Linked DNA regions of Mus musculus: all the other regions are linked to region 5. Evidence: chromatin contacts called from public ChIA-PET, HiChIP or PLAC-seq and promoter capture Hi-C data. All regions are on one chromosome and are shown on one strand. Each heading gives the region's core, a stretch centred on a gene start, on an enhancer-like site or on the middle of the called end of the contact. The rest is flanking DNA. Distances are from core to core; before and after follow the strand shown. Region 1 holds the start of Rps15 (ribosomal protein S15). Region 2 holds the start of Stk11 (serine/threonine kinase 11). Region 3 holds the start of Nfic (nuclear factor I/C). Region 4 holds the start of Pwwp3a (PWWP domain containing 3A, DNA repair factor). Region 5 holds the start of Oaz1 (ornithine decarboxylase antizyme 1). Region 6 holds the start of Ndufs7 (NADH:ubiquinone oxidoreductase core subunit S7). Region 7 holds the start of Dohh (deoxyhypusine hydroxylase/monooxygenase).

Region 1 (3,211 bases), core at 337-2,836, 530 kb before region 5:
GAGCTGGGATTAAAGGTGTGTGCCACCACCGCCCGGCCCAAGGGAGTATTCTCTTTTTTTTTTTTTTTGGTTTTTCGAGACAGGGTTTCTCTGTATAGCCCTGGCTGTCCTGGAACTCACTTTGTAGACCAGGCTGGCCTCAAACTCAGAAATCCACCTGCCTCTGCCTCCAGAGTACTGGAATTAAAGGCGTGCGCCACCATGCCCGGCTTGGTTTTTTCACATGATGTTTCTCTATGCAGCCCTGGCTGTCCTGGCCACTACTGTCCTACCTCTCCTCTCTCTTTAAAGACAGGGATGGTCTTTCTATGCATCCCTGGCTGGCCTGGAATTCACAGACCGCTCTGCCTTCTGTGTGCTACACGTGCCTCTGCTGGACTTTGCTACTTCGTGGGCTTCTTTTTCTTCCATCCTTCTCCACCTTTTTCCTCCTAGCCTTCCAACCCCCAACACTAGATAAGAGAGAAAATGTTGGAGCTGGGCGTGGTGGTGCACACCTTTAATCCCAGCATTTGGGAGGCAGAGGCAGGCGGATTTCTGAGTTCAAGGCCAGCCTGGTCTACAGATTGAGTTCCAGGACAGCCAGGGCTACACAGAGAAACCCTGTCTTGAAAAACAAAACAAAACAAAACAAAAATAGAAAATGCGGCTTCCTTTCCAACATTCATTCATATTCTCTCTCTCTCTCTCTCTCTCTCTCTCTCTCTCTGGTTTTTCGTTTTTTGAGATAGGGTTTCTCTGTGTAGCCCAAGAGCTGGGATTAAAGACAAAGACTTGCCGGGCGTGGTGGCACACGCCTTTAATCCCAGCACTTGGGAGGCAGAGGCAGGTGGATTTCTGAGTTAGAGGCCAGCCTGGTCTACAAAGTGAGTTCCAGGACAGCCAGGGCTATACAGAGAAACCCTGTCTCGAAAAAACAAAACAAAAAAAAGACAAAGACTTGTGCCATCACACCTGGCTTCTATTTTATTATAAAACGAAACACTCACTGGGTCAGGGAGTCTAAAGCCAAGTCCCAGGATGGTGGAAAGAGAGCACTGATCTCTCCAAGTTGTCTTCTAATTAACCACTCACTTTTGAGGTGGTAGGCTCACACATCCCACAAGAAAAGCAGACAGCCTGGAGGTGGTAGCTCACGCCTTTAATCCCAGCACTTGGGATTAGCCTCTGGCCAGCCTGTTCTACAGAGCGAGTTTCAGGACAGCCAGGCCTACACAGAGTCCCTGTCTTGAACCTCCGTCTCCCCCAAAAATGTATGTATATATTTTGCTATTAGGAATCATAATTGTAAATATCTGATATGCAGGATATCTGATATGCCACCTCCAAAGAGGCTGTGACCCACGGGTTGAGAATCACTGCTTGAGACCTTGTACATGAGAGAGGCAGAAACACAGAGACAGAGAAGACAAAGAAAACCAGGGACAGAGAGACAGACACACTAACAAAAACCCCAAAGGGAGCCACGCCCCTCCGGAGGGTAGCGGCGCTTTTGCTCTGGCCTCCGGACAGCGGGGGGCAATGGCGAGTATCCGCAGAGCGGAAGCTGTTGAGCGGTGGAGGCGGGCCCTCCCGGCAGAGCTCGCGATAACTGCGCAAGCGCAGCCCGTACTTCCTTTTCCGAGTAACCGCCAAGATGGTGAGTATTCGTGCACGGCGGTCTGTGCTCCCGGGTATCCGTCGCCATCCTCCCGGGGCCCTTTCGCAAGACTCTGGACTCGCTGCCTGGGGATGTAGCGATGTGCTCGGGTGCCCGGAGACTGCGGATGGCGGGTGCGGAAGGGCCCGGATGGCTGCGGGCGGCCGCGGGGCTGTGTGTCCCCTCGCCCGTCCGCCGTAGCTTAGAGGAGCGCGGCTCGCGCAGCTCAGGTCCCTGGGCTCCCGGGTAAGGTTGCCGAGCCCCTGCTAACCCCGACTCGCGCTCACGCAGGCCGAAGTGGAGCAGAAGAAGAAGCGCACCTTCCGCAAGTTCACCTACCGTGGCGTAGACCTCGACCAACTGCTCGACATGTCCTAGTAAGAGGCCCCGTCACCTTAGTCCCGCCGGGTCGCTGGCCCGTTTGTACATTTTCCTTTTCTGTGGGTGGTGCTGGAAATAGAGCCAGAACCTTTGCACATGTCACATGGGAGAGGCAAGGAAGGGTCTCGAGTGCCGGGCAATGGTGGCGCACGACTTAATCCCAGCACTTGGGAGGCAGAGGCAGGGGAATTCTGAGTTCGAGGCCAGCCTGGTCTGCAGAGCGAGTTCCAGGACAGCCAGGGCTACACAGAGAAACTCTTGAGTCGGAAAAAAAAAAAGGGACCCGTGTAGCCCAGGCTCTCCTCGAACTCCTGATCCTCTCAACCTCCCTAATGTTTGGGTCACCATCACGGTGCAGAGCATCAAACTCGGGGCGTCCTAGCCTCCTAGGCAAGCGCTCTAGATTGTGACCTCAACTCGGCCCCTGCTACAGTTGTGCAGTGTTCGACAGTCTTATGTAGACAGAACTACCTTGCCTCAGTCTCCCGCTGACTGGGCTCACAGGCCTCCCTGTGACCTTGGGGAAAATCAACCACGGATAGGTAATTTGTCTGGGTGGGCTGTCAAAGGAAAAGGTTTGATCTCGGCTTACGTCACTGCCTGTGGAAGCTGGTGGATTCATTTTAGAGGGTTGTGCCCTGAAGGTTGACGGCAGTGCTATGGAGGACTTGTCTTTAGTGAGCTCCCGGCATGTTCCTTTCTGGGTGTGAAAGAAATGGAGCAGTGCTGGCGCAGCATGCTGTCCCCGGGTCTCCAAACCACCCCCTTCTCCCACAGTGAGCAACTGATGCAGCTGTACAGCGCCCGCCAGAGGAGGCGCCTGAACCGTGGTCTTCGGCGGAAGCAACACTCACTGCTCAAGCGCTTGAGAAAGGCCAAAAAGGAGGCACCACCCATGGAGAAGCCTGAGGTGGTGAAGACGCACCTGAGGGACATGATCATCCTGCCGGAGATGGTGGGTAGCATGGTGGGCGTGTACAACGGCAAGACCTTCAACCAGGTGGAGATCAAAGTGAGTTGTGGTCCGGGAGTGGCTGGGTGGGTGGCTTTTCTCTGTGCCAAAGCTGCTCACACCACTCTGCTTCCTCCTCTCAACCTGCAGCCAGAGATGATCGGCCACTACCTGGGCGAGTTCTCCATCACCTACAAACCCGTGAAGCACGGCCGGCCCGGGATCGGTGCCACCCACTC
Region 2 (3,075 bases), core at 107-2,606, 710 kb before region 5:
TCAGGAGAGCAGCCAGTGCTCTTCACCCCTGACCTGTCCCTCCATCCAGCCTGACTCTGTTTGTCTAGTCTGTGTTTTCCCTGGATTTCTGTCTTCACGTCTGTTTCTCTGATCTTTTTTCTTAATTTATGTGCTTGCATAAGTCAGTTCTCTCCTCCTTTTAAGTCCTGAAGGCTGAACACATGTAGAGCAAGCACTTTTCCCACCTTTCCTGGAGTCTAGGTCTCTCCCTCCCCCAGGACTCTCCTGGCAGTACACCCCGCCCCCTAGTGGCCTCGGAGGGAACCATAGACTCACGGATCTATGGACCTTGTAACCGGCCTGTGCGTAAACTTGTGTGTAGAGGGAGTCAGGCAGGGTGAGCACTCGTCCCTCAATCATACTCCAACCCTTATTTTTTATTCGTGCAGTTAAAAAAGGGCACAGATAAAAATAATTAGATTAACCACCCAAAAACACTGCAGCAGGTGAGTTGAGGCCAGCGGCGACGTCTTACCCAGCCACCTTTTTTGATAACTGTTATTTAAAATTCTGTGTTGTGTGTGTGCGCGCGCGCGCCTACCACGGAGTCCCTAGGTTCAGAGACAGCCTGAGGGAGGCATTTCACTCTAGCCACCTTGTGAACTTACGGGGATCGAACTCATGAAGTCAGATTTGACGTCAATCGCCCGCAACCTCTGAGCCATCTCACCAGCCCAGCTGCTCTTATTTTGCACAGGAAACGCTCCTCTCTATGCCATGGATCTCAGAGGCGCTACATTAAGGCTTCAGGTTCGGGAGTGTCGACTTTGGGCTACTTTTTGACCTTTGACCCCTCCCCCAAGGCCGTTAAGAGCAAGCCTGGGCTGGATCTCTTTAGGGATCCACGAGCCTCTCTCTCCACCCTCCCCCATGCCTCCAGTCGCGGCCGTTCCCCGGAGGACGTTGACGCGCGTGAACTCTAACCGGAGGCCCGAAACTCCGAGGTCACCACAGCCAGCCCAGAGGTTTCGCTGGCCCGTCGCGCTTGCTGACGGGCGTCTGCGACAGCCACTGGCAAATAAAGTCCCGCCCCCACACACCAGGGCCAACCACTGAGGGGCGGGGCTTGAAGCCACAGCCCACGGCCGCTCCCTTACAGTCGCTTGCTTACTCCCATTGACGGGCGTCTCAGACAACCAATGAGAATTTAGATCACGCCTTCTCAGATGGAACCCGAACTGTCCAATGTCAGCTCGGGCGCCCACCTAGATCCAAATAGCCCAATCCTCGTTGGCGATTGAGGCGGGTCCGAAAGGTGGGGCCTAAAGCTACAGCCAACTGCCGCGCACGTCGGCTCCGCGAGGGGGCGTGTCCACCGTTGCGACGTGCGACGACGGCGCGGCGCAGGGCGGTAAACAAGATGGCGGCGGCGTGTCGGTCTAGGAAAGGGGAGGCGGCTCACGGCGTCCGCGAGTGAGGCGCGAGTCGCCGAGGGCGGCGCCGGCGTGGAGTTGTCTCTCGCGGGCAGCATCTTTCTGCCTGGAGTTCGATTCCCCCCTCGCCGCTCCGGCCTCCTGCCTGTCGCGCGGCGGCTAGGCGGCGAGGGGGACGCGCCGCCTGGGGTGGTTTTTTTCCCCCCTCGGTCCCCGGAAGATTTCCTGTCCGGATTTCGTGTCCGCGACTTGCGGGTGTCCCGGTGTCCCGCGTCCGGGTGGAGTCTGCGCCCCGAGAAGTCGTAGAACTAAGGGGCCGCGCGCGGCTTCGGCGCGGGCCGGACATGGACGGCGCGGACCGGCCTCGACGCGGCCGCCTGGGCCCCTGAGCGCGGGGCCCAAGTGGCGAACATGACCTAGCGGCCCGCGCGCCGCGACGGCGGACCGTCGCCTCCGTCGGAAGCAGCGTCCCCGGGGACCCGAATTGGGGGGACGCGAGGGTTGGGGGGGCTCATTGCTTTTTTTTTTTTCATTCTTATTTTCATTTTTTTTCTCCCTGAGCACCTAGAAGAAAAGGGGAAAATCAAAAGTGAAGAATTGGCGCCCAGGAAGCGGACGTGGACCCGGTTGTGGGGACCGGGAGAGTTGTGGAGGTCGTTCCTGTTTTTCCCCGTTCCTTTTTTCCCCTTCTTGGAACATTTGGAAGAAGCGGGTGGGGGGGGGGGAATTCGAACTTGAAAAGAATTGGCGCTCCCGAAGGGGACGAGGACAAAGAGTGGGCCAGGATGGACGTGGCGGACCCCGAGCCGTTGGGCCTTTTCTCCGAGGGCGAGCTGATGTCGGTGGGCATGGACACCTTCATCCACCGCATCGACTCCACCGAGGTAATCTACCAGCCGCGCCGCAAACGCGCCAAGCTCATCGGCAAGTACCTGATGGGGGACCTGCTCGGGGAGGGCTCGTACGGCAAGGTGAAGGAGGTGCTGGACTCCGAGACCTTATGCCGCAGGGCGGTCAAGATCCTCAAGAAGAAAAAGCTGCGCAGGATCCCCAATGGAGAGGCCAACGTCAAGAAGTAGGTGCCAAGGGCCTGGGGCCGACGCGGGCGCTGCCTTGAGCTCCTTGGGCAGCCCTTCCTCCTACTTTCTGGCTCTTCTCTTTCCTCTAACCGTTTTCTCTTCTCATTTCCTTCCTCCTTTTTCATCTCTTTCCTTTTACTGCCTTATCTACCCCATCTATCCCTGAGCGTCACCTCGTGGGGTCTGTATGTTAGGGCAGCCTGCAGGACTGTCCTAGCAGGAGGTCGTGCAGCCAACTGCGCCTCCAGCCCCCCTCTTTGGGCCAGGTCCTGGCGCAAGTCGCGCCTGGCTTCTTTGGCGGGCGTTGCCAGGCGGGTGGCTAGTTTGTTTACGCAGCTAGAGGGAACCGGTGGGGCCAAAAATAATGGTGAAGGGGGTGGGGGGGGTAGCCGGCCAGTGCTTGCGCAGGTCCCTGCGGTGTCGTGCGCGTAGTTGGCGTCGTTGGCCCGTGGGGACTCTTTATCGCCTGCTAGGCTTGGCGGAACTTGGAAAACTTCACCTACCGGCTTCCAAGAAGGGGCCTTATCTTTGGGACCAGCACTGGCCACACTCTGCCTAACTGACCTTGCCTCTGGTCCTGTCCCAGGAAAGGCTGGCAGCTT
Region 3 (3,012 bases), core at 69-2,568, 600 kb after region 5:
ATGGGCTACCTGGGTCTTCCCTGGCAAAAACAACCATGGCCCTCACAAAGTTCTCCTCAGGACATCAGACAACTGCAATTCCCAGAACCAACACAGTCTGGAGACCACTATGTCTCACTCTCTTTCAGGGGAAACTGAGGCAGACACAGCAAAAAAAAAAAAAAAAAAATCACAAGAGGCTGTGGAGTTGGAAAAGACAGGCTTATGATTCCAGGGGGCAGACACAGCTGGGGGGCTCCTTGAAGGGGGGTCCCCTGGAGGGATGGATGCACCCCTCCCCACTCTCCCTCAGATGCTGGAACCCAGCCAGAGGGGCACAGCAGGGCAGGTGCTGGATTGGCCACCTAGTACGCAGTGTCCGCCAGTCCCCTGCCGCCGCCGCGGCCTCCTCCTCCTCCTCCTCCTCCTCCTCCTCCTCCTCCTCCTCCTCCTCCTCCTCCTCCTCCTCCAGCCCTGGCCTCTGCTCCTCCCGCCAGCCGCCTGGCAGCGCCTGCTCGGCTCAATAATTCAAGAATCAATGCGGAGCTGGGGGGGAGCTGAGCCAGGGAAGGGGGGGGACCCGCGATGGACACCCGCAAGACTGCCCCTCCCCCCGCGCGCCAACTTCGCGCGCCCCTCCCCCTTCGCGCGCACACGTGGGCCTGAAATGGAGGGGGACACTGCCAGCTGGAGGGGGGGGCGGCCACCTGGGAAACCAAGAACTCGCGAACAAATAGTCTAGGGGTCCCTTTACCGCACAGCTAGGGAGACCTACAGTGCAGCAGGGAACCCCAAGATCAGTCCTACGGGCGGGTGGGGAGCGTTCTACGTGCGGGTGGGGTGCTTCCTGCGGACACCTACTCTCTTCTCCATCTGGAGGGGACCCAGACTTCCTGGGTGCAAAGGGTGAGGGCTGTGGGGAGGACGCCAGCCCCCCCCCCCATCCAGCCAAGACGAGAGAGAGTTCCAAAAACAGCCGATTTAGATCAAAGTGGGGGCCCAGAAAATGGGGTTCCAAGTGTGCAATCAAGCTTAACGAGGATGGAATCCCCAATCTCAAGAGTTGCCCGCACCCCAGGTCCATGCCAGGAACACCCTGGCCTGGAAGAGGGTGGGTAGAGAGGACGCGCGCGCTTTTTTTTTCCCACCCCCGCTGCGGAGGGGAGGTTCCAGACTGCAAGAATGCGGTTCCAGGTGGAGCCGGGGTGCGGGCCGGGGCCAGGCCGGGAGCGGGGTGCGTACCTGGGTCAGGCAGAGCGGGGAGGAATACATCCCGGGGCGCTGGCACCGGAGGCGCAGAGGCCGAGCGGCCGCCGAACTTACTGAGTCATTTTTGCAGCCGCCCTCCCGCTCCTCCCTCCGCCGTCCTCCCCGCCCCGCGCCGCCTCTCGCCCGCCCCCGCTCCCTCCCTGCCGCCCGCATCCAACTTTCAAAGAAATCGCCGACAGCAAACAAGCAAGCAAACAAACAAACAAACTATGTCTCTACACGCGGACCCCCTAGTCCCCTCCCTCTAGAGCTATCCATTTGTAGAGGAGGACACAGCGATCAGGTCCACGAGATGGGGCTGAGCCCTTAGCTGCCCCCCACATCCCACCTGAGTCCCTGCAGCAGCCTGCCTCTGCCCCCAACTGTACCCCAAACTCCATCTGTCCCCTCACCTGTGCCCTCAAAGTGGCCACTGCCAGTAGGGTAGAGGGGGACCAGTGTGGGAGGCTTTCCCTTAAAAAGCCAATAAGTGGTCTAGCAGCAGGTATGGGGTCCCTGGGAAGGGTGCGGTGCAGGACTCAAGGCCAGGCCAGGCTCTGACACTACTGTGTGATAAAGAGCAGAGTGGGGTGATCCAGGCCAACCAGGTCCCCAAGTTTAGATCAGTGTCCAGGCTGCCCATTTCATATTTGGGGAATCTGAGGCACAGGGAAATCTCACTCCAACTAACTTCATTTTTCTTCTCTTTTCTTCCCTTCCTTCCTTTCTTTTAATTATTACTATTTTTGAGCCAGAGTCTCATGTTGCCCAGGTTGGCCTTGAACTCACTATGTAGCTAAAGATGACCTTGAACTCTGGATCCTCCTACTTCAGCCTCCTGGGAAGACAGGTATGCTGGGCCTTGCCCAGCTGGAGATCACCTTTCTGAAGGCAGCGTCTGAAGAAGCCTGCACACCCCCACCCCGGCCACCAGTGTCCACTCACAAGTCTAGGCCTTTTTCAATTATTTCTCTCCCAGGGACCCAAGGACATGGGATGTGAGGGCTGGGGGGAGAGTGTGCTACAGAGCAGTAAGATGCTTTAATCCGTTATCACTGTAATTCCAGTGAAGCCAAGGCCCAGAGAAGGAAACCACTGGTTGGGGTGTCGGGTCCCAGGTGCCTGCCTGGCACACCGGCCACCTGGTCCATACCCCAGGAGATGCCTGTGAGTGACACTATTAGGAGTACCCACGGATACTGACCAAACCACCTGTCAGATTGGATGCGCGCCCTTGGGATGTCCAGGACACCAGGGCCCACACCTGTCATCCCAGCAGGGATGAAGAGGCAGGAGTGTCAGAAGCCAAAGGCCAGCCTGGGCTACATGAGCCCATACTGATCACCTCCCTATATTAGGGACAGCACACAGCAGGTTCAATGCATGCATAGTGTGCATGTGTGGCTCTGTCCCAGCCAATAAACATCATTCTCCCTGAACCTCAGTTTCCCCGTGGGTGTCTAATGTTCTGGGTTGTGGAGATGCAAGCAGACACCAGCACCGAGGTGACCATGTGCCAAGGGTGCATCGGGAGGCTCAGGAGGACACTAGACTTGTACCTCAGCTGCATATGACCCATTTGTTAAAAAAATAAAAAGTCAGGGTGCTGGAGAGACAGCTCAGCAGTTACAGTCCCAGCTGCTCTAGCAGAGGAACCCAGTTTCGGTTCCCAGCACCACCCACATGGCAGCTCACAACGGTCGTGGGACCCCGACACCCCCACATGTGGGGCACACAGATATAAATAACAAAATAAACAGAAATAAATCTAAATATACAAATTAA
Region 4 (3,222 bases), core at 696-3,195, 600 kb before region 5:
ATTCCCAACATCCAAGACCCCAGTTAGGTCGTGAGGGGACCTTAGGAGGAACCGCATTGCCCTCACTGTGTCCCTGCTCAAGTTTTACAGTTTAGCCCTGATGTAGGATATTCAGTGCATAATGGACAGGACAGTCACTTGTCATGGAATCTCAGAGGACCCCCAACAGGAAAAGACATGGGAAAATGCACTAGCAATGGGGGTCAAGGCCTCTGTTCCTGGGTGCCCGACCCTGGCACATCTGTTCACTGAAGCTGAGGAAGAAGAGAGTTCATAGTGAGTGGGTTAAACAGGGACCAAGTTAACTGGTTCATGGGTAAGTGAGTTAGTAATGAATGGATCAACTGGCAAGTTGGTTAAACCATGAAGAGGTTACTAAATGGATGGGTTGATTAGTAAACGGCTAAACTGATGAATGGGTTGGTTAACTGGTGACTGGGTTTAACTAATTCCTTACATTACCATCTTTTGCTCACTGCTTCTGCTTCAATTGTGAACCTATAGAACCAACCTTGCTGAGAGACCTGGCCATCCCATGCATCCCACGGACACGCTCACACCACCCACTCACCCACATCCCCTCCACCACGCATAACCTCCAAGCTTATGCAGACCAGTAATGCTTGGTGGTGACAATGTGACAATCCTCACTTCAAGAGAATTACCTGAGAATCAGTGGCCTAGAACACACACACACTGCCCACTTTGGCCAGTGCTGTCAGGAGACCCTAGTACTGCCATCTAAGCTTCTGGGCCTGGGATTCCTGACCCCATGTCACTTGTGGCACAAGCCACCATCCTAATGACACCCAGGGTGCAGGCCCGTCATCTCACCTCTGTGGCCAACAACAACACTTGTTCTCCATCTGTAATAAGCACAGTAGAAAAACACTTAGGTTGGAGAGATGGCTCTTCCAGAGGATGGAGGTTCAAATCCCAGCACCCACGTGGCCCCTCACAACTTCCTGTAGTACTCCAAGATCTGATGGCTTCACACAGACATGCATGCAGGCAAACGCCAATGCGCATGAAATGGGAATAAGTAAACCATTTTAAAAAGGAAAAACAGTCATGAGAGACCAGGTCAGTGACATTGCTCAGGTGAGCAGCCTAACTGCCTTAGTTAAGAATTTGAGTGTGAACCTCACCTGCAGTGGTGGCACACGCCTTTAATCCCAGCATTTGGCAGGCAGAGGCAGGTAGAGTTTGAGGCCAGCCTGGTCTCTACAAAGTGAGTACCAGGACAGCCACAGCTATACAGAAAGATCCTGTCTCAAAAAAACAAAAACAAAAACATTTGTCGGCAGCCAAACTGGAAACTTCCAGTTCTAGAAAAGTCCATGGATACAGGTCCTGGATGCAGCCCCCCTCCCTCCCAGTCGCTGACTATGCTTGGGGACCTAGGTATGAGGCCATCTCACATTCTATTTTCCACTTCAGGACTTGGGCATCCTCACTGGATGGCTTTTTTTTTTTCCCACATAGGTGGGATAACTTCCTTCTGGGGTGGGAATCGGGTTACTTCGGAAGCTGGAAGGTACTAGAAGTCTGTGAGGAGCTCGTGAGGCCTTCGCCTTCCCAACCCCCCTCTGTCTTCGCATAGCTGCTCGCAGGCGGAAATCTGTCTGGAAAAAGGGCCCACTTTCCGTCTCAGGAACCATTGCAGGATGTAGGAAAACTGGGGCGTGGACTACGGGCTGAGGCGTGGTCTAGGGAGGCCGCCGCCGTCTGTGGGAGGGGCCATGATGTGAGCTCCATCTTCTTATTGGCCAGCAGCGGGGGGTGGGACTTGGAGCGGGCCTCCCGGTCTACCCTGCCTCGGGCCCAGGGGGAGCCCTCGCCGCGCACTCCACAAGTTGGGCAGGAGGGAAGGCGGTGGAGGGCGTGACCGATGGGCTGAGGCGTGGCCCGCAGGAGGTGGCGCGCTCTTGGGGGGCGGGGTCGAGGCGCAGGTACGCAGTTCCCATTGGGCGGCGGCGCGGGCGGGACTCGGCGCCGCTGTGAGGCAGGCCCCGCCCCTAGCCCGCGGGGATCTGCGCGGCGGCGGAGGCGGTGAGCGCGCGGGCTTGCGGCGGCGGTTGGCGGGCGGGCTTCCGCCGTTGGGACCGCCGCGGCCTGGTCGCTCAGGCTCGGACGCCGCGTCAGGCGGGCTGGGTGGGTGAGCCCGCTGCGGCCTGGGGAGGGCCGGGCGGGGTGCAGGCGGAGAGCCTGGGGAAGGGCGGCGGCTGGGCTGGACCAGCTGGGCCGCGTCCGGTTCTGCGCAGGGCCCACGTGCGGCCGAGGCCCCTGGGGGGCTGAGAACCTCGTTTCCTGGTGCAAACCCTGTGTTTCTGACCTAAGTCCCCTTCTCTGCAGCCTGAGCCCCATCCCTGCCGAGAGCCTCGTATTTCCGGCCTGATCCCTATCTTCTGCAGCCTGAACCCCGTATTTCCGGCCTTATATCTCTCTTCTGCAACCTGAGCCCCGAGTTTCCTACCTTATACCCCTTTTTTGCAGCCTGAACCCGTGTCCTTGCTAAGACCCCGAGTTTCCTGCTGGAGGCCCCTTATTGACCGGATACCTCGACCTCTGCAGTATCAACCCAACATTACACACATACACACACACACCCCGTGCCGCCTGAATCGTGAATTTACTGCTTGGTACCCTGTCTCAGCAGCCTGAATTTATGTCCTTGCTGAAAATTCTGGATTTCTTGCCTTATTTCTTCCCTTTGACCCCCTCTCTGCAGTCTAAGCCCCCAATTTGCTGCTCGAACCTTATCCCTGTTGTGAACTCTGAGTTTCATGTCAGAATCGCAGTCTCCGCGCCCAAACTCCCTCTAGCCTGACCTCCCATTCATTGCTGTAAACCCTATATTTCCTGCTGAACTCAAGTTTCTGCAGCTTGAATCTCAGTTCCTCTGTGAACCCCATCTTTGTTTCCCTACTGCAAACCCCACCTCTTTTACCTGACTCCTACCTGAACCTCTTTCTTTGCTATGGACATATTTGCTGCCCAAACCCCAGTCCTTGTTACCTGAGCCTCATCTTTTGTTGTCTGAGTTCCCATAACGCTGCAGAGCCCTTGTTATCTCCTGAAACCCCACCCTGCTTTAATGAACTCCCATCCTTGCTGGGAACCCTGTTCCCCCAACTCTGCTGCCTGTAATCCCTCTGGAAAACCTTTCCTGCTTCTACGATCCCTTCTACTACATAAACCCTTGTTTCTGCTGGTAGTTCC
Region 5 (3,323 bases), core at 40-2,539:
CCAGAAACAACAACAGTGTACTCATATAAATAAAATAAGTAAATCTTGAGAGAGAGAGAGAGAGAGAGAGAGAGAGAGAGAGAGAGAGAGAGAGAGAGAGAGAGAGAGAGAGAGAGAGAGAGAGAAAGAGCAGGGTGTGGTGCCACAGGCCTTTAATCCCAACACTCAGCTGGCAGAGTCAGGCAGATCTCTGAGTTTGAGGGTAGCTTAGTTTATAGAGTAAGTTCCAGGACATCCAGGGCTACACAGAAAAGCCCTGTCTCAAAAACAAAACATACAAAACAAAACAAAACAACAACAACAAAAAACCCATAAAGAGAAAAAGAATACGAAATTCTTTAAGAATAAATTGTAAGCAGGGCAGTGATGGCGCACGCCTTTGATCCCAGCACTTGGGAGGCAGAGGCAGGCAAACAGAGAAACCCTGTCTCAAAAAACAAAAATCAAAATACAACAACAAAAAAGCGGCGGCGGCGGGGGAGGGGGGGTTGGGATGAAGGAAACCTTCAAGCTGAGTCTATGAGAAAAGTTGTTTAAATTCCAATTTGACATAAAATACTTCTCTAGATTGGGATACTTAACTTTTGACAGATTTTCTTTTAAATAGCAAGTTGCTTTTAAAACAAAGAGTCCCAATCTATTACCCATTATTACAAGGTCATTAGAATAATTTTGCCGCGTGGGGGATGGGCACCAAGCAAACCGCCTAGGTCAGCCTCAGGTACCCTTGACAGTTATGTCCTGACAGTCTTCCCGGAGCGGGGCGTCCCATGAGTGGGACCATAATGGTTAAGATGGAAAGGATGACAGATGACAAAACTGAAGGGCCACAGGTACTAGAGGAGGCGCAGAGTCCTAGCCTTGAGGCCTGGGCTAGATGGGGGTTTACGTCCTGGAGGCGACTACAGAAGCCCCGCCTCCGCCTCACGTCATAAAGCCTCGAGGGCGGGCTTGTCAGAACTCCAACCAATCCTCAAAGGGGCCAATACGTCCGTTTTTCTACATTGACCGATCAGAGCCTTGTAGGGGCGGGACGCGTCTGGCTTTTCTGTCTTCCCTCCCACAGAGTGACGCAAACACGCGGGGCCGGGATTCTCCTATCGCCAACTAATCATCAACGGAAACCTTCTGTCTGTCTTTTTACTCTCGCCAATCAGAAGCCGGAGTAGGTGGGACGCATTTGGTTTTTCCTTGGGCTGCCACTGTGGCCCCACCCCGTTCCTCCGTCGCCTCACACTGCTGCGTTTACGCCTGCGTGTGGGGGCGTGGCCTGCCGTGACGACGCATATAAAAGTGGGCGTCGGCGCCGGCGCCATTTTGCGAACGGCGAGCAGCGGCGGCGGCGCGGGAAGTGCAGCGGAGGTTTTTGCTGGTTTCGGACCCCAGCGGCCGGATGGTGAAATCCTCCCTGCAGCGGATCCTCAACAGCCACTGCTTCGCCAGAGAGAAGGAAGGGGACAAACGCAGCGCCACGCTTCACGCCAGCCGCACCATGCCGCTTCTTAGTCAGCACAGCCGCGGCGGCTGCAGCAGCGAGAGGTGAGAGCCCTGCCCCCGCCGCCGCGAACCTTCCAGAAACAGCGTCCGCGTAGGCCCCAGAGGGCAGCGCAGGACGCGCAGGCCCGGAGCGGGGTCGGCCTCCGGCGCCAGATAAGTCTCGGCAGCGCGAGATCCGCCCCTTTGTGGCGGCCACAATCGCGCAGGGGGCGGGGCGGGGCGGGGCGGGGCCTGTGGAGCGGGTCGCGGACTCGGATTTGGGATTCGAGTGGAATTAGGGAGTCTCAGGTTGAGGAATAGGGTTTGGTTTGATTGGAGGACCGGGAACATTTCGCGAAAATGTAGGATTCGATTTTGGGTTCGAATCGGATTCGGGGGTTGTGAGTTGAGCCTAAGATTTGGGGAGGGATCTGAGAAGAGATTGGAGACTCGAATTTGGGGTCTGCCTCTCGGATATGTGAGCTAGTTCTAATGTCAGGTGGCGAAGTGTTTGTGGTTACCTGTAGGGCGTTTGGGTAATAAATCGTATGCTATGTAGAGGTGGGGCTCGTCCCGGTGTTTGGAGTTCTTTGCAGAATACTGGGATTTTGGGTGCTGTTGGGGAGGAATCCTATTATATTCTTGGGTACATGTTGAGGACTCATTTCTTGGTGGGAGAGTATGGGATCAGATTTGGGGTGTTGAGAAAGAAGCTTGTGTCGGTTTAGGAAGTCACAGGTGGGGAAGCTGGGATGAGGTTTAGGTTGGATTTAGTGATTGCGTGTTGAGGGCTCTAATACTTTGGAGGGATTTGGGTCAGAATTAGGACCTTGGAAGTGGTCAGGCTTGGGGGCTCACAGAGCTATGTTGGAGGACATGGAGGTGGTGTGGTGTGGTGAGTATGATGTGAGGTGACCTTAATCCCTGGTCCACTTGGCAGTTAAAAGTCTGCAGTGGGTGGGATGGAGGGTATCACTTGAAGGGTTCAGAATGGGGACTGGTTTGGGAAGGGCGTCGATATAGGTGGTAGGAACTTTGGATATAGGCTGTGCAGACACCTATAGAGTGGCAGTAGGGAAGAGAGGAGACTTGGGGTTGTCTGACTCTAGAGCATGAGTAGTTAGTGAGGTAGAACTTTGGGGTCACTGGTAGCTGCTGACCAGAGGGTAGGAAGGAGCGAGTGACCTGGTGTGAAGGGAGGATTGGCAGCATGGAGTGGGATGGGCCACAGTGCTGAGATGACACTGCCTGTGAGGCCTGTCTTGCTACAAAAGGGGCAGAGTCACACAGGTGAGGGGCAGTGACTCGGGTTGACTGTTGTCAATGGCTCTTGAGTGGGAAGCCCGGGCACTTAATTATTGCCGCTGCTGCCACCTGAGCATTGTTTCCTGCAGTTCTAGGGTTGCCCTTAATTGCTGTAGTAACCTGGGTCCGGGGCCTCGGTGGTGCTCCTGATGTCCCTCACCCACCCCTGAAGATCCCAGGTGGGCGAGGGAACAGTCAGCGGGATCACAGTCTTTCAGCTAGCATCCTGTACTCCGTGAGTACCTGTGGAGAGCCCGGGGGTGCCTGGCACTGGCAAAGTAAGCTGGCCAACCTGACAACCCTGCTCCCCTAGGACGAGCGGCTGAATGTGACAGAGGAGCCGACGTCTAACGACAAGACCAGGGTCCTGAGCATCCAGTCCACGCTCACGGAGGCCAAGCAGGTCACCTGGAGGGCGGTGTGGAGTGGTGGTGGCCTCTACATCGAGCTCCCAGCTGGACCTCTGCCTGAGGGCAGTAAGGACAGGTAGGCCACTTCCCCTTAGGGCTGTAGGGGATTTGGGGCCTGGGCACAGGTGGCTA
Region 6 (3,223 bases), core at 245-2,744, 580 kb before region 5:
GCGTGCTCATGTGTGTGTGTGTCTGCGAGTGTGTGTGCTCATGCAAATGTGCAGCATGAGCCATTGGTACCCATGCCTGGGACAACTTTCGGACTCCAGTTCTCTCCTGCCACCTTGTGGGATCTAGAGATCTAACTCAGGTCTAGCAGCAGTCAACTGCTTTTATCCACTGAACCAGTTCAGACCTTTATCATTCTCATTATCATGGTTGGCCTTGAGTTTGCTGTCTAGCCAAGGACTCCTAACTCTCCTGCCTCAACCTCCCCAGGGCTGGAATGACAGGCACGCCACACATGCCTTGTTTATGTGGTGCCGAGGTGGAACCAGGGTCTTCTGCGTGATAGGAGAGAGTGCTCACTAACCACCTACATTTATTCATTTTACTTTATTATTTTATGTGTGGGTGTTTTGACTGCATGCATGCCTGGTGCCTGGAGAGATCAAAAGAGCCATCAGAGACCCATGAATTGGAGTTTTAGAAGGTTATGGGATGCTGGGAATTGAATTCCCATTCTTTTGAAAGAGGAACCAATGCTCTGCTGAGCCATTTTAAAAAAATGTTACCTTTGGGAGGCAGAGGCAGGTGAATTTCTGAGTTCAAGGCCAGCCTGGTTTACAGAGTGAGTTCCAGGACAGCCAGGACTATACAGAGAAACCCTGTCTCGAAAAACCAAAAAAGAAAAAAAAAAAAAAGTTACTTAACAACATCATTACCAACAACAATAATAATTTTGGCTTTTTGAGAGGAAGAACTTGTCCTCGTACACATCCTCCTGCTTCTCTGGGGTGCTAGTCTGACAGGTGTGTAAACAATTCACCCCGATACTTTTACATTTCATAGTCAGTAATGGCTTTAGACCTATTAATTGGAAGAATGCAGGACTGATTGCTAATATGTAAATAGAACGTAAAAGTTCAACATTGGATTGGACTAATTCAAGACTGTGGTTCAAAACGAATCAAAAATCTCAAAAACGGAAGACAGGTTCATCAATGAGTTAAAAACACTTGCCGAAACCCGGGATCGAACCAGGGACCTTTAGATCTTCAGTCTAACGCTCTCCCAACTGAGCTATTTCGGCGACGCGCTGTTTGTCGGTAACACCCTCCCTCCGCCCCGTGCCATTGCTTTAGCGCGCAAGCGCACTTCACAATTTGTCTGTCAAACCTTGTAGGGTTATACTATAAGCAGCTGACTAATGTCGTCTCTGTGGCGCAATCGGTTAGCGCGTTCGGCTGTTAACCGAAAGGTTGGTGGTTCGAGCCCACCCAGGGACGACCACAGCGACTTTTTCATTCCCTAATACTGAATAAAGTGGAAGTTCTTTATTTTGTCGCTGTTTCCTGTTTGTCACAGGACGACCGTGGCGCACTCTGCGCGGACGCGACCACAGGTATAAAGCGGGTCAGAACCACTCGGCTTGTGGTGCGGGTTTCCGCTGGTGTCTATTTGGGCGTTGGACTAGAACCGGAACTCTTTGGAGGACGGACCGCAGAGGTTGTCTGAAGGCCGAGGCCAAGATGGCGGCGCTGGCGGGTGAGTGAAGCCCTTGCGGTCGGGAGAGTGGCGTAGTCCTGGGCTCCGAGCTGGCGCTGCGGGGACCTTGGAGCCCAAGCCTAGTGTTGAGAGGCGTTGGGACCGTAGAGACCTATAGGTCAGATCCCAGCCCTCGGTAATGTCGGTGTCTAGCATTAGGCCGAAGCATGTTTGAATTCACGTTACACAGTTCTGCATGGTCTACATAGCAAGTTGCAGGCCTCCTGCTATCGTCCCTGATTATAGTCGGGAACGCTGAGGCCTGTGTATCTTCCAACCTCAGGAAGCTGACTGCAGAAACCCGGCTGATGTCCCCGAAGCACAGAGTGGGACAGGGGAGAGGCCCAGGACACTTAGGCCACCCACCCGGTGGCTCTTTCCATCTCATCCCCAACCTGGACAGCTAGCAAGGGCCTCTAGAGCAGATGTCTTAGTTTCCCTGCCAAAGCTTTGGTGTCTTTCTCTTTATGTACAGGGATTAAACACCTGTGCAGTTTGGTAGACGTGAGCGACAGTTGCTAAGTGGAACCTCCCATCGCCTAGCAGGTTGCAGTGTTAACATAAGGAGTGGGAGAACTCAGGAAGTCGGGTCTAACTCCTTCTGTGTTTTGTTGTTGCTTTGAGACAGTGTCTGATGGGTCCTAGCTCAAACTCTATACTGTGGGTGATCTTGAAGGCTTCATCCGAATGCCTTCACTGCTAATGCTGGGATGGCAGGTGTGCACAGTCAAGCCCATTTATACAGCACCAGGGATGGAACTAAGAGCTTGGTGCATGCCAGGCAGGGACTCTGCCAACACAACTCCAGCCCCAAATGCCTGCTTTGGAGACAGGATCTCATGTATAAGAGGCTGACTTTGAACTCCTGATCCTCCAGGCTCTGACCCCAAATACTAGGATGACAGACTTACTACTATACCCAACATTATTTTTTCTTTTAAAGATAGGGTCTTCCTGTGTGGCCTAGAGTCATATCAAACTCATGTTCCTGCTACAGTCTCTCATTGCTGGGGTTACAGACCCCACCACTGTACCCAGCCCAGCTGTGATGTAGCCCCCTTGAAGAGTGGAGGGCTTGGTGATTCGTGGTGTTGACTGCTGGCGCCTGAATTCACTCAGGCTCAGCTGTGATCTTGCTGGTGACAGTTAATAGACCTTACTGTGGTCCTATTTGAAGGAGAAACTAACACCTTAGAGACAACAAGGAGGATGTTTGCTGTAAGGCATTGTACTGTACAGCTGTGATCCCATCCCTTGGGACGCTGAGGCAGGATGAGCCTAGCCTGGGCTATACTGGATCCCTGCTTCAAAAGAAGGGCACTAAGATTTCTGGGAGTTCCAGGCCGGCCATGGATACATAGTAATACCATTTTAAAAGGCAGGAAGAGGAGGAGGCCTGGAGATGTGGTCCAGTGTTAAAACATTCACTGAATGTGTTCAGGGCCCCACATTTCATTCCCAGCATGACAGCACAGAAATCTGGTCTGAGCCAGACTTGTGCTTCATGCAGTCCTAGCTGCTCAGAAGGCTCTCCTGAGGTCAGAGTTCAGAAGCAGCTTAGGCAACACAAAGAGACCCTATGCCAGTTAAAACAAACACCTGCTGCTGGCACCTCCAGCCACTTAGTAGGGCATTTACTTTGCTGAAAGTTTATCCAAAGCCTTAAGTTTTTAGATGGGGAAGATC
Region 7 (3,312 bases), core at 162-2,661, 560 kb after region 5:
ATACAAGCCCATATAATAACAGGCTTCCTGGTAGCATTCTGAAAAATAGTGTATTTTTGTCTTAATTTTATTTTTACTTTAAAAATTGTTATTACCATAAATTAAATTTACATAATTATGTAATAACGGACTTCATGGAGGCTGGAGACATGCTTGGTGGTTGAGTGTACTGACTGCTCTTCCGGAGGACCCAGGTTCAGTTCTCAGCACCCACATGGTGACTCACAACTCTGACTCCAGTTCCAGAGGATCTGTCGCCCTAACATAGACACACATCCAGGCAAAACACCAATGTACATAAATCATTAAAAAAGTAATGAGGAAGCCAGGCGTGGTGGCACAGGCCTTTAATCCCAGCACTCGAGAGGCAGAGGCAGGCGGATTTCTGAGTTTGAGGCCAGCCTGGTCTACAAAGTGAGTTGCAGGACAGCCAGGGCTATACAGAGAAACCCTGTCTCAAAAAAAAAAAAAAAAAAAAAAGTAATGAGGAGGCTGGAGAGATCAGTGGTTAAGAGTACCGACTGCTCTTCCAGAGGTTCTGAGTTCAATTCCCAGCAACCACATGGTGACTCACAACCGGTGTACTTATATATTATAAGTACATCTTTAAAAATAAATAAATAAATCTTTAAACCAAAAAAGTAATGAACTTCATGACATTTACACACACACACATATATACATTTGTTTTGTTTTTTCGAGACAGGGTTTCTCTGTATAGTCCTGGCTGTCCTGGAGCTCACTTTGTAGACCAGGCTGGCCTTGAACTCAAAAATCCGCCTGCCTCTGCCTCCCGAGTGCTGGGATTAAAGGTGTGCGCCACCACGCCCGGCTTTTTTTTTTTTTTTCTCCCCGAGACAGGGTTTCTCTGTGTAGCCCTGGCTGTCCTGGAACTCACTCTGTAGACCAGGCTGGCCTCGAACTCAGAAATCCACCTGCCTCTGCCTCCTGAGTGCTGGGATTAAAGGCGTGCGCCACCAACGCCCGGCATATTTAAAAATTTAAACTTCGACTTTATGGTCATGTCACTGCCGTATATCCTGTTGATCCCCAGAATCGAACTCATTCTCAAATTGACTGCAAGTGCCCTCACTGCTGAGATTGCTCGTAACGCCTATTTTATCTCCCATTTCTTTTCCTCTGTTTTGGTCCCAGAGACCATTGGCCGCGCCCTGTAGAACATAGCCACGCCCACTATACACTGCGCATGCGCTATGCACGGCCGGCCCGGTTGTGCTGTGAATGGGATCAAACCATTTTCTTTTCTCTATGGGAGAGACGGTCGGAAACTCTTCTTCCGGAGGAAGACCGGAAGTTGCTTCTCCGGCTCTTAGGACAGTCCTGGGGCGTCGCTGCCGCATCGTTCCGGGTGTGGTCACCCCTAGTCGCGACGATGGTTCCGCCCAGCATGGTCACGTGGCCATCAAGATGGCGGCGTCCAGAGGACGTCGCGCGAGATGCGTCCGCGGACCTGTTCTTGGAGCTGTCGCAGCGACTCTCTCCATCTGTCCCGAGTATACGGAGCTTATTGACGAGTCCCTGTAGACGAAAACACGGTGAGCAGTGCCAGAAGTGCCCCCCCTTCGGGGGACTTCCGCTTTGAGGTACTCGCTGCTCCCGGGAGCGCTGGGATTTCCCTTGAGGGGGTCCTACGGGGAATTGGACCCTTTTCCTTCAGTATTTGACGTCACACAGGATATCATGTAGCCCAGGCTAGCCTCCAACCCACTGTGTGGCTACGAATGGCCTCCTCCTACCCCGTGCTTAGCTGACAGGTTGGCCGCCTATGCGGGGCTCACGTGCAGGCCGGCCCGCGCTTGACCTCTCAGCTTAAGTATTTGGAAACAGGATCTCCTGGGACCGGTTATCTTCCTGCTTCAGCCTCTGCCCAGCCTGGAGCCTTTTTGAATTAAGCGGGAGGCCCCATACCTCGAATGGGCACTCTTGGACCCACGAGATCCTTGGTCTCCCCTGTTGTTGCTCGGGGTAAATCGGGATGTGGGTCTCACTGCCACACAGCTGCTGCCAGCTCCCGTAGACCTGCTTCATGTGTGTTGATGAATTCCATTTTCAAGGTGTGACTGTAGGCTGATGGGCATCACTGGTGAGGCAGCCATACCTGCCTCATTAAACTCGGGGACGCTGGGTGACATCAGAGCCCAGAAGGCCTTCCAGCTTGCCACAGCCTGCTAGTCCAGTTTGTTATGTATGCATCTGCTGTATGTCTAATGGCTGACAGGGGCCGGTCCTCTTATACTGGACGATGTCTGTTTCCGTGTTAATTCATCCGTGAAAGAAAACACCTGTGTGGGAGTGTTGTCCTGCATCTATGGGGCCATGCAGAGGGTACAAGTTGTGCAAAGGCAGGAGCAGGGAGAAGTCCGGAGGGAGGAGGGGACGGATAAAGTGTATCCCACAGGGCTACATGAGAACCTCCAGTAAGGTGGTGTGGGAGGCAGGGGTGAGATCCATTTTGCAACTGACAGTTTCTAGATCCCTCATCTAAGCTATCCTGAAAAAGTCTGGCCAGGTGGTGGTGGCGCATGCCTTTAATCCCAGCACTTGGATGGATGTGGAGAAAGTTCTGTGGCCTGGAGCTCAGGGGTCCTCCTGCCTCAGCATCCCGGGGCTGGAATGGCAGATATGCAGGTGTGTGCCCTAGCTTGAGATTTCCCCTTCTCCTTTTTCTACCGTAGGTTTCTACTGCCTAGAATCCGGCCTTGCAGATCACGTGCTGGGGAGGCCGTTGCCATGGTAACGGAGCAAGAGATAGAGGCCATAGGGAAGACCTTGGTGGACCCCAAGCAGCCCCTGCAGGCCCGCTTCCGGGCCCTGTTTACACTTCGGGGGCTTGGTGGCCCTGATGCTATCTCGTGGATCAGCCGGGGCTTTGAGGACAGCTCTGCTCTTCTGAAGCACGAGCTGGCCTACTGCCTGGGCCAGATGAGGGACGCACGGGCCATCCCTGTGCTGGCGGATGTGCTGCAGGACACGAGCCAGGAGCCCATGGTGCGTCATGAGGCAGGTGAGGAAGGGCAGCCCAGTGCTGTGTTCAGCTCTGTCCCTGGGGCACAGATGGGTGCCGCACAGGGCTATGGACAGCGCACGGGGGTGGTCTCCCCAGCAGAGATTTTGCTTCTGAGTTGGGACCTATGCCAACCTGTTCTTCAGGGACTTGGAATGCTGTCCCTCTGCCCAAAGTCTAGTGATGACTTGTCACTCCACCCAGGGGCACTGGCTGGGGTGGGTGGCTTTAGACCCGGCGGGCCAACTTCTTGAGTTAAGGATTCGGATTGACCAGCTCAGAGGCTG

What was found. Promoter capture Hi-C pulls out the DNA fragments that hold promoters and counts their contacts. ChIA-PET counts read pairs in DNA pulled down with a chosen protein or histone mark. HiChIP or PLAC-seq counts read pairs in DNA pulled down with a chosen protein or histone mark.
Region 1: a contact with region 5 is called in a FOXA1 HiChIP or PLAC-seq map of pancreatic cancer cells. The contact joins the promoter of Rps15 here to the promoter of Oaz1 in region 5. A contact is called at or near these places in 1 of 39 promoter capture datasets (liver), 1 of 115 datasets of contacts at active chromatin or transcription factors (pancreatic cancer cells) and 1 of 9 other capture datasets (liver).
Region 2: a contact with region 5 is called in a promoter capture Hi-C map of erythroid cells, with 6 times the contacts expected there. The contact joins the promoter of Stk11 here to the promoter of Oaz1 in region 5. A contact is called at or near these places in 1 of 39 promoter capture datasets (erythroid cells), 1 of 115 datasets of contacts at active chromatin or transcription factors (pancreatic cancer cells) and 1 of 9 other capture datasets (liver).
Region 3: a contact with region 5 is called in an HNF4G HiChIP or PLAC-seq map of pancreatic cancer cells. The contact joins the promoter of Nfic here to the promoter of Oaz1 in region 5. A contact is called at or near these places in 6 of 39 promoter capture datasets (cranial neural crest, fetal liver, liver and 2 more) and 1 of 115 datasets of contacts at active chromatin or transcription factors (pancreatic cancer cells).
Region 4: a promoter capture Hi-C map of pre-B cells shows a contact between it and region 5, with 2.4 times the contacts expected there. The contact joins the promoter of Pwwp3a here to the promoter of Oaz1 in region 5. A contact is called at or near these places in 3 of 39 promoter capture datasets (liver, neutrophils and pre-B cells) and 1 of 9 other capture datasets (pancreatic islet).
Region 6: a contact with region 5 is called in an RNA polymerase II ChIA-PET map of memory CD8 T cells, with 32 read pairs. The contact joins the promoter of Ndufs7 here to the promoter of Oaz1 in region 5. A contact is called at or near these places in 3 of 39 promoter capture datasets (liver and neural stem cells) and 1 of 115 datasets of contacts at active chromatin or transcription factors (memory CD8 T cells).
Region 7: an H3K4me3 HiChIP or PLAC-seq map of bone marrow-derived macrophages shows a contact between it and region 5, with 4 times the contacts expected there. The contact joins the promoter of Dohh here to the promoter of Oaz1 in region 5. A contact is called at or near these places in 5 of 39 promoter capture datasets (the SN4741 cell line, embryonic stem cells, erythroid cells and 2 more), 1 of 484 Hi-C or Micro-C datasets (forebrain) and 2 of 115 datasets of contacts at active chromatin or transcription factors (bone marrow-derived macrophages and embryonic stem cells).

What each region holds. Positions count from the first base shown.
Region 1 is chr10:80,290,845-80,294,055 of GRCm38.p6, forward strand. It overlaps Rps15 (ribosomal protein S15), which reads left to right and starts at 1,587. Exons shown (of 4, transcript NM_009091.2): 1 at 1,587-1,639; 2 at 1,931-2,016; 3 at 2,798-3,032; 4 at 3,123-3,211. The coding sequence starts at 1,637.
Region 2 is chr10:80,114,439-80,117,513 of GRCm38.p6, forward strand. It overlaps Stk11 (serine/threonine kinase 11), which reads left to right and starts at 1,357. Exons shown (of 10, transcript NM_011492.5): 1 at 1,357-2,469. The coding sequence starts at 2,180.
Region 3 is chr10:81,425,855-81,428,866 of GRCm38.p6, forward strand. It overlaps Nfic (nuclear factor I/C), which reads right to left and starts at 1,319. Exons shown (of 10, transcript NM_008688.3): 1 at 1,222-1,319. The coding sequence starts at 1,251.
Region 4 is chr10:80,224,653-80,227,874 of GRCm38.p6, forward strand. Pwwp3a (PWWP domain containing 3A, DNA repair factor) reads left to right here and starts at 1,946. Exons shown (of 14, transcript NM_023431.5): 1 at 1,946-2,052.
Region 5 is chr10:80,825,367-80,828,689 of GRCm38.p6, forward strand. Oaz1 (ornithine decarboxylase antizyme 1) reads left to right here and starts at 1,290. Exons shown (of 5, transcript NM_008753.4): 1 at 1,290-1,539; 2 at 2,871-3,016; 3 at 3,095-3,267. The coding sequence starts at 1,394.
Region 6 is chr10:80,247,955-80,251,177 of GRCm38.p6, forward strand. It overlaps Ndufs7 (NADH:ubiquinone oxidoreductase core subunit S7), which reads left to right and starts at 1,495. Exons shown (of 8, transcript NM_029272.4): 1 at 1,495-1,537. The coding sequence starts at 1,522. n-TFgaa3 (a tRNA gene) reads right to left here and starts at 1,082; the gene lies at 1,010-1,082. It overlaps n-TNgtt7 (a tRNA gene), which reads left to right and starts at 1,205; the gene lies at 1,205-1,278.
Region 7 is chr10:81,383,023-81,386,334 of GRCm38.p6, forward strand. Dohh (deoxyhypusine hydroxylase/monooxygenase) reads left to right here and starts at 1,412. Exons shown (of 5, transcript NM_133964.3): 1 at 1,412-1,556; 2 at 2,697-3,025. The coding sequence starts at 2,752. It overlaps Gm48551 (predicted gene, 48551), which reads left to right and starts at 1,412. Exons shown (of 6, transcript NR_168929.1): 1 at 1,412-1,556; 2 at 2,697-3,025.